Regions from separate parts of the Sus scrofa genome. Here regions 2 and 3 are each linked to region 1. Evidence: chromatin contacts called from public Hi-C and HiChIP or PLAC-seq data. All regions are on one chromosome and are shown on one strand. The core of a region is the stretch at or near the end of the contact, and the rest is flanking DNA. Distances in the headings are between cores, read along the strand shown. Region 1 overlaps STIM1 (stromal interaction molecule 1). Region 2 overlaps STIM1 (stromal interaction molecule 1). Region 3 holds the start of STIM1 (stromal interaction molecule 1).

Region 1 (2,517 bases), core at 7-2,506:
TGTGCCCCCAGCTCTGCTCCACAGCCTCGGAACAGCAAGCTCTCGATAAGAATTTCTTGAATGGGAATTTAAGTTGAATCCTGGATTTGCCGTGGATGGGTCCTCACTTCACACCTGGGACCAAGGGACTTGCCTTCTCAAAGCCCTAGTTTCCACATCTGTTAAATGGCAGTTATAATCCTTGTCTGGCAGGGCTGCTGTGAGGACTGAATAGGCAGGAATTGCCGGGCATTGTCTGTGCCGGGCATTGTAGGCGCCCTCCATACCTGCCGGCTGCGTGGCGCCTGGGGCCTAGGAGTCTGCGAGGTGCTGAGGGCCCCTCGTGGCTGCTGGGTCCAGGGTGGCTTCCAGGGTGAACCTCTCCGGATCCGGGCCCAGGACAGAGGAAGGAAGCAGAACCCCTGGGATTTCTCTTAGCGTTTCCAGCCTTTTCTGTCTGCCTTCCCTGCGTGTTCTTCTTTGGAGTCTAAGTTCCTAGAATAGCCAGAATATTTTTCTGCCTCTTAGTTTCCCAAAGTGTCTTAAGCAACCAGACCACTTTTGTTTTGGCTTCTCTAAGCTTGCTCTGTTTGCTCCTTGTCATTCGTCATTAGCTGTTAGTAGATCCTGCCTGTTTTCAGTTTCCTGACCTGTTGTACTTTTTCCAAGGCCAAACCAGCAGCCAAATCCCTTTGTCCTGTTCACTCTAGCCAGCAGGAAGTGCCCTGGCCTTGAGGTAGAAGACGCGGTTCCGGGCCGGCTGTCATGGCCTAGCTGTGTGACCTTGGGCAAGCCCTCTCCCTCTCTGGGCCTTGGACACCTCATCATTAAAATGAAGCTTTGGGTGTTCCCATCGTGGCTCAGTGGTTAACGAATCCGACTAGGAACCATGAGGTTGTGGGTTCAATCCCTGGCCTTGCTCAGTGGGTTAATGATCTGGCGTTGCCATGAGCTGTGGTGTAGGTCGCAGACATGGCTCAGATCCCGTGTTGCTGTGGCTCTGGCGTAGGCTGGTGACTGCAGCTCCGATTCGACCCCTAGCCTGGGAATGTCCATATGCCACAGGAGCGGCCTTAGAAAAGTCAAAAAATAAAATAAAATAAAATGAAGCTTTGGAACCAGCTGCGTGATTTCTAAGGGTTCTTAAATTCTGTGTGTGCGTTTGGACAAGTCACTTTTCTTTTTGGGGAGGCGCTGCTTCCTCATCTGTAAACCTAAGCAGGTTGCCCTGAATAACTCAGAGTCAGTTCTCGGCCTGAGTGTTTCTCTTTCCTGTGGGCCTCGTGTTGCTTTCTGGAGCGTTTCTGTGACTGTTCGCGGCTGCAGACAGGAAACTCGAACACCTCTAACTTGGCAAAGGTGGCTGCTCCCTCTGAACCTCATCCCAGCCCGTTTCCTGTGTTTACAGCATCCGGGTTCTGCCCTTGGTGACAGGCCTGACAGGCCATACTCCAGTTCTGCCTCCGTGGCCTGGTGCAGAGGAGGCCAGAAATGAGCAGCAGCTGGGGAGCCGGGAGACAGCGTTTGCGTCTCTGCTCAGCTCTGTGACCCGAGGCAAGTGAGCCCCCCCTGGGGTTCCATGTCCTCATCTGGAAAAGCAGAGGGCTTACCCCGTGCCGTTTTCTGGCTCTGATGCTGTAGGCTATGAATACTTGCCTCTCTTTTCCCCCACCGAAGGGCTCTTTGTTTAGCCTGATTCTTTTACGTACTCCACCCTGGAAGGGACCCAGGGCAGCTCCCTTTTGCATTTCCTCCTGGGACACAGTAAGAGGAAGAAAGAATAGCCGCTCTTGGACCCAAATTGGCAGCAGAGAGGAGTTGAGGTGGGGAGCTGGCGTGACTGAATTACCCAACAAATCAGCTGCATGGTTGGTGACCAGGCAGATAGCAGTATGTGCTTAGTCTTTTTTTTTGGTCTTTTTGTCTTTTTGCTTTTTCTAGGGCCGCTTCCTGCGGCATATGGAGGTTCCCAGGCTAGGGGTCTAATCAGAGCTGTAGCCACCAGCCTACGCCAGAGCCACAGCAACGCGGGATCCGAGCCACATCTGCAACCTACACCACAGCTCACGGCAACGCCGGATCCTTAACCCACTGAGCAAGGCCAGGGATCGAACCTGCAACCTCATGGTTCCTAGTCGGATTCGTTAACCACTGTGCCATGATGGGAACTCCAGTATGTGCTTATTCTTATCAAGATTCTGGAGATGAAAAAAAAGATTGTGGAGATAGACAGTATCTGAATGCTAGCCCTGCTTTCCCCATTTATGTGACTTGAGTGGGTCCATTGACCTGGGCCTCGGTCTCCTCATCTCACATCTGGAGTAGTAAAGGTACCACCTTCACAGAGTTGTAAAAGAGACGCTCTCTCTAAAAGTCCCAGCATGGTTCCTGTCGTGTTCATCCTCTCTCTCTCCCTTGGACAGTTGGAATGTGCTTAATTTTGTACCTGAAGAGAGAGCAGAAGGATGCTCAAATCCCATTCCAGAGATGCTAACAGGCCAGCTGGAGACAGAATTAAATTATGACTGGAAGAAACCT
Region 2 (2,517 bases), core at 12-2,511, 94 kb after region 1:
TGGCTCTTTTGTGTTCTTTTTAAATGGTAGATACTATTTTCTTTGGAGGGATGGGGAACGGACGTTTTCAGCCAGGTATTGTTGAACGCCTTTGTTTTTCATCACCACGACCCTGTTCGGTAGGTACTGTACCTCGACTGTAGAGCTGAGGAAGTGAAGCCTCAGAGAGGGTGAGTGCCTTCTCTGGGGTCACACATCACGAAGCTAGGAGTGTTGACACCCTCAGCCTGCTGCCTCCGTAAAGGCAGCCCGAGCAGATTCATTTCGGCGGGCTGAGCTTGGGGGGGCCAGAGGAGTTTTATCTTTGAGCCGATTCCTGGCTACTTTGCTGGGCCCCTTATTCCTGGGCCCTCTTCCAGCTGGGGGCTAAATGCTGTTGTGTGGGCCGTCCCCATTCTTCACTTGTCTGAAAAGCATGTACTGTTTTCATTCCAAAGGCAAAGAATCTAGGCAGGAGACATTCCAAGTTTGGGGATAAAACTAAGCTCCCCGCCCTCCCTGCTCCCCAAGGCCTCCAGAGCGAAAGGACCTGTGGCCCTTGGAGAAGTGAATGTACACACCTGCCCAGGGCCAGCCTTGCACCCGTGCACACGCACACCCTCTGACGGACGGTGTCCAGAGCCCACGTGCCTCTTGTCCCTCCTGGCTCAGCAGGCCTACACTGCCGGCCACTATGGTTTTTTTTAATAGAGTTCCTGATATTTCGGATGACTACATATCATGCTACATGTGCATTCCAGCTAGGATTTCATTTGGTTCAAGATAAGTCTTTGAAGCAGGGAGGAATTTTGATTCCCACTTGAAAATGAAGGAATAGGCCTTGTCCAGGGAAGAGACCTGTCCATAGTCACACAGCTCCTTAGAGGCAGGGCTCGCAGTCAGGCCGCCTAGTTTTCTTACTCGTATGTGCTGTCAAGGTGCTCAGTCTTCTGTGGAGGCGGCGGCGCGGGGCAAGCTTTCAGTGTACGTATGTTTGCTCATTTCTGCGCCCAATAGCAGTTACGGATGCTCATCTCTATAGATGCTGTTAAGACTGTAATAAACGTGGGTCAGTTTAGATTCTGCTTTAAAGAGCTCCCGATTGTACAGAGAAGACAGGCATATTATAGGCTTTTTGGAAGAGGCTGCTTTCGGAGGAGACTGTTCGGTGGAGAACTGAATCTGTAATGGTGTAATTTCAAGCAGTCGGGTCAGGGACTGACTGTTCAGTGAGAGAAGGAGATGGGCCTGGAAATGGCGCCTCTGGTTTGTTTTCGCTGTGCCTCTAGCGCCACCTGCTGTGCACATACGGGGGTCGGGGTAAAGTCCTTGCAGCTCCAGGGGCCGGAGACTGCGAGTTGTCAGCAGTAAGCTTGCAGCCTAGATGTTTTTCCTCTTGTCACCACATCTTTTGAGGCTTTGGTCACCGACACATCCGGGCTTGGGATTTTTCAGAGGTTTAGTTCAGTTTCTGCCTCTTCTGTTTCACCCACGGGATTAACTCACTCTTCAGTGCTCTTCTTTCTGGACTGCTTTTGTTCTACAGCCTGGCCTTCCTCTTCTGTAGCTCAGGGCGAAGCCGTATGTCACTTGTCTTCCTCATCATCCTTTTCCCTTCCCATCCTGGTCCCCTGGTCGCGTGGTAGTTACGAGGGTAGGAAGAGCTGACAGTGGCTAGGTCCTTTCCCTCTCCTGGAGGAAGGAGCAAACTCACTTTTTCTGCTGAGTCTGCCCAGGCCATCCTGTGCCCTGAGTCCTTCCAGGCAGAGTCTGTCACCCCATCCTTTGGGCCTATCCAACCCCTTGTGTGTCTCTCTATTATAGAACCTGTCACACTGTGTGCCGCTGTCTGTTTACGTGTCTTTATTGGACTAAATCCTGACTACCGGAGTTCCCGTCATGGTGCAGTGGTTAACAAATCCCACTAGGAACCATGAGGTTGCAGGTTCGATCCCTGGCCTTGCTCAGTGGGTTAAGGATCCGACATTGCTGTGGCTGTGGTGTAGGTGGCTACAGCTCTGATTCGACCCCTAGCCTGGGAACCTCCATATGCCGTGGGAGCGGCCCTAGAAAAGGCAAAACAGACAAAAATAAACAAATAAATAAATCCTGACTGCCTCAGTGGCACTGACGGTTTTCTCATTCGCGTCAGTATATCTAGGGCTCAGCCCTGGACTTGTCATTTTGTGAACCCCCTTAAGTACTTGGGAATGAGTGGAAGGATGCCTGACTGAATGAACATAGATGGGTCTGTGGAGGAAGCTTGGTTGGATGCATTGAGTTTTTGTTTTGTTTTGTTTTGTTTTTCCAGTGAGCAGAGGGAATGCATGGGTGGGTACAAGGGTATTTTCGTTATAACTGACGCCCCTGAGCTCTTGCCCACCATGGAAGATACTTAGGAAGGGAGCTAAGGGCTGGGAGCAACAGGGGGCCCTTCCAAGCCCTGCCCAGCCCCTTTGGCATGAATTTCATTTTTCTGGGCTTCTGAGCACAGGTCCTCAGGAGTCCAAGAGGTACAGCTCAGTCGTTCCTTCCTCC
Region 3 (2,517 bases), core at 7-2,506, 90 kb before region 1:
GATCTGCCCGCCAGGGGCCGCTGCGCACGGGGTGACGAAGCGCGCGGGTTCCTAAGCTGCAGAGAGGAGGAAGCCGATTGGCTGCGAGGCGCGGCGGGAGGGCGGAGCTTCGGTTGCCTGTCCGGAGTGGGGGGCTGGGAGCGCGCCCCCGGCCGCAGCAGGCCCGGCGGTTGTCGCCGCCGCAGCCCCGGGCGGCAGTAGTGGTGCTGAGGGCTTCTGTCCAGCCTGGCTCTAGAGCTGAGGCGAGTGGAGCCAGAGATCCGGGCCGGGCTGCTACTGTCATCCTCGCAGCTGTCGCCGCGGGCCTGGGTTACCTGAGCGACTGCGTGCCGGGGGCCCGCCGGTCCCTCCGCCGGCGGTTGGCGCGGGGGAGACGCTCGCGGGGGACGGGGAGGCCGGGACCCGAGCCTTGGCGGGGGAGAGCGGTCCTGGCCGAGACCCGCGCGGGCCAGCGGCCGGGAGCGCCCGCGGGGGTCCGGGGGCGCCGGGCGGCTGCCTTGCCCAGGTTATTCCGGGAGAAGCCCGGCGCTGGGGCGGGCCCGGGCTTCGCTGGGGGCCGGGCGGCGCGGGGCGGGCCTGCCGGAGAGCACGCCCCCGCCCGCCCCGGGCCCGCCCCGCGCCGCCCGCCCGCCCGCTCCCGAGCCTCTGTCCCGGGCCTGGCCCGTGCGCGTCCGCCTGCTGAACCTGGGCACTGCCGGGCGCCTGGGCACGGGACTGGGCGGGGGCGCTGACCTCGGCCTAGGAGGCCTGGGATCCCCGAGCCACCCGCGGGGGCCTGGGAGTCGCACGCCCTCCTCGAACCTGTGCTGCTCGCTGCTGCTCGGCGGGGCGCGGCCAGGTGCCCCCCTCTCTCCCTCTCTTGTCTCCCTCCCCCACCCCGGTGCCCGCAGGTCGTCCTGTCCGCCCGCCCCGTCTCGCAGGGGTGTAGCCCGCTGCGGAGCTGACAGCCGCTCCGCGGCCACCCAGCCCAAACTCTCCGGAAGCGGCCCGAGCCGACAGGGCGCTCAGGCCGTCGCAGCTCCGGCGGACCCACTATTGGACCAGAGGCGCCGGCCCTCCTCCTGCGCCCAAACTTGGAGCACTTGACCTTTGGCTGCCAGAGGAGGCCAACTCGCGGGTGGCTGGACAGCTGCGGCACCTTGAGGGCATCTTGCCTGGGGTTCCAGGACCGTCGGCTGCACTCCGGGGCTCCCGGCTTTGCCTCTGGGATCCCGAGGTGGCCAGAGCCGGCGCATGGTGACTGAGACCGGGAGTCATGGATGTGTGCGCCCGTCTCGCCCTGTGGCTCCTCTGGGGGCTCCTCCTGCATCACGGCCAGAGCCTCAGCCAAAGCCACGGCGAGAAGGCGACCGGAACTGGCTCAGGGGCCGGTTCTGAGGAGTCCACTGCAGCAGGTAAGGCCTTGCCACGGGCAAGAACTGAGTTGCCCAAGTGGGGAAGTTGAACCCTGGGTCTCTGCATGTGCAGTGGATGGAGGCCCCACACATGGCACTGGCTGTTCTTAGTAGTCCAAGGAGTTCTTTCTGTTCAGGAGCCGTGACTACTGTCTCTCTGTCTCTCCGACAACTTCACTCATCCCTCCTCAGGGTGTCCTTTGTTGGCAGTGAAAGGAGGTCTGCCTTTGGGGTAGCTTGGCCTTGCAGGTCAGCAGGCCAAGACCCCTTCTCAGGACGACTTGACTGCGAGGGTGGCCTGCGCGGATGATAAGGCTGTTGCTCTTGGCCAGTTTCAGCACTTGGCAGCACAGGGAGGTTGAGGCTGCTTGGGTTGGTCAGGGAGAGCCAGGACCGGGCCAGCTCTGTTACTCCATAACGTAGTGTTGAGGTGTGCCGGGCTATTCCAGTAAGTGTGGGAAGCCAAGTCCCTCCCTTCCCCTAGGTGATCCGCTGTCTCCTAGCTGTGCCCCTTTGAAATAGCAAAGCAGCTCGTTCCTTAGATGGTTTCTGACTTACCGCCGTGGAGTTCAATGGCCTTTTCCTGAAACGGGCGTGATAAAATTCCTGGGACCACTTGTTGGCTTATTCTCTCTCTTCTGACTGATGAGGGTAGGAATTCTACGGTATTTTCGATCTGTCCTGGTTTTCCCTGTGCACCCAGGGAGCCTTGTCAAACAGCAGGAGCCCTGGAGTGCTGTGGCAGGAGAGCAGAGCACGTTTAAAATCCAGTTGTCGTATATGTGTGTGTGTGACTGGGTCACTTTGCTGTTCAGTAGAAAGTTGACAGAACACTGTAAACCAGCTATCATGGAAAAAATAAAAACCATTTGAAAAAAAAAATAAAACTGACTTGTTGTACATAAGGCTGAGAAGGAATTCAGTTTCGTATTCCCATGTCTCTCACCCTGTCACTGGGATTTGCCAGAAGCAGTGAACTCAGAGTGAGGAGAGTTTATAGCTGGGTTCTTTCTGTGGGTGGGCGAGCTGGAGTCAGTATCTGTTGATGACAGGGAGGAAAAGGAAGTGGAGGTCGTGGTGGCTAGGAAGTTTCGTGGACGGATGCAGAGGCTGGCTTTGGCCA

What was found. A called contact is a pair of places that touch in the nucleus more often than the background predicts. HiChIP or PLAC-seq counts read pairs in DNA pulled down with a chosen protein or histone mark.
Region 2: a contact with region 1 is called in a Hi-C map of skeletal muscle, with 4 times the contacts expected there. The contact joins two enhancer-like sites. A contact is called at or near these places in 12 of 47 Hi-C or Micro-C datasets (alveolar macrophages, blood, fetal skeletal muscle and 5 more) and 1 of 2 datasets of contacts at active chromatin or transcription factors (skeletal muscle).
Region 3: an H3K27ac HiChIP or PLAC-seq map of skeletal muscle shows a contact between it and region 1. The contact joins the promoter of STIM1 here to the enhancer-like site in region 1. A contact is called at or near these places in 1 of 5 promoter capture datasets (fetal liver), 5 of 47 Hi-C or Micro-C datasets (blood, embryonic fibroblasts, heart right ventricle and 2 more) and 2 of 2 datasets of contacts at active chromatin or transcription factors (alveolar macrophages and skeletal muscle).

The regions. Positions count from the first base shown.
Region 1 is chr9:6,178,055-6,180,571 of Sscrofa11.1, reverse strand. All of the region lies in intron 1 of STIM1 (stromal interaction molecule 1), which reads left to right. Among named protein-coding and RNA genes, the nearest start is that of STIM1, 90 kb to the left of the region's middle. Within about 2 kb of position 1,256, at least 41 of the 83 cell types and tissues checked have an H3K27ac peak or open chromatin away from gene starts, as enhancers often do. A contact at or near this core is called in fetal liver, liver, omental adipose tissue and 2 more, where this site is marked.
Region 2 is chr9:6,084,120-6,086,636 of Sscrofa11.1, reverse strand. All of the region lies in intron 6 of STIM1 (stromal interaction molecule 1), which reads left to right. Among named protein-coding and RNA genes, the nearest start is that of RRM1, 20 kb to the right of the region's middle. Within about 2 kb of position 1,261, at least 24 of the 83 cell types and tissues checked have an H3K27ac peak or open chromatin away from gene starts, as enhancers often do. A contact at or near this core is called in omental adipose tissue and skeletal muscle, where this site is marked.
Region 3 is chr9:6,268,162-6,270,678 of Sscrofa11.1, reverse strand. STIM1 (stromal interaction molecule 1) reads left to right here and starts at 1,256. Exons shown (of 12, transcript NM_001130974.1): 1 at 1,256-1,394. The coding sequence starts at 1,256.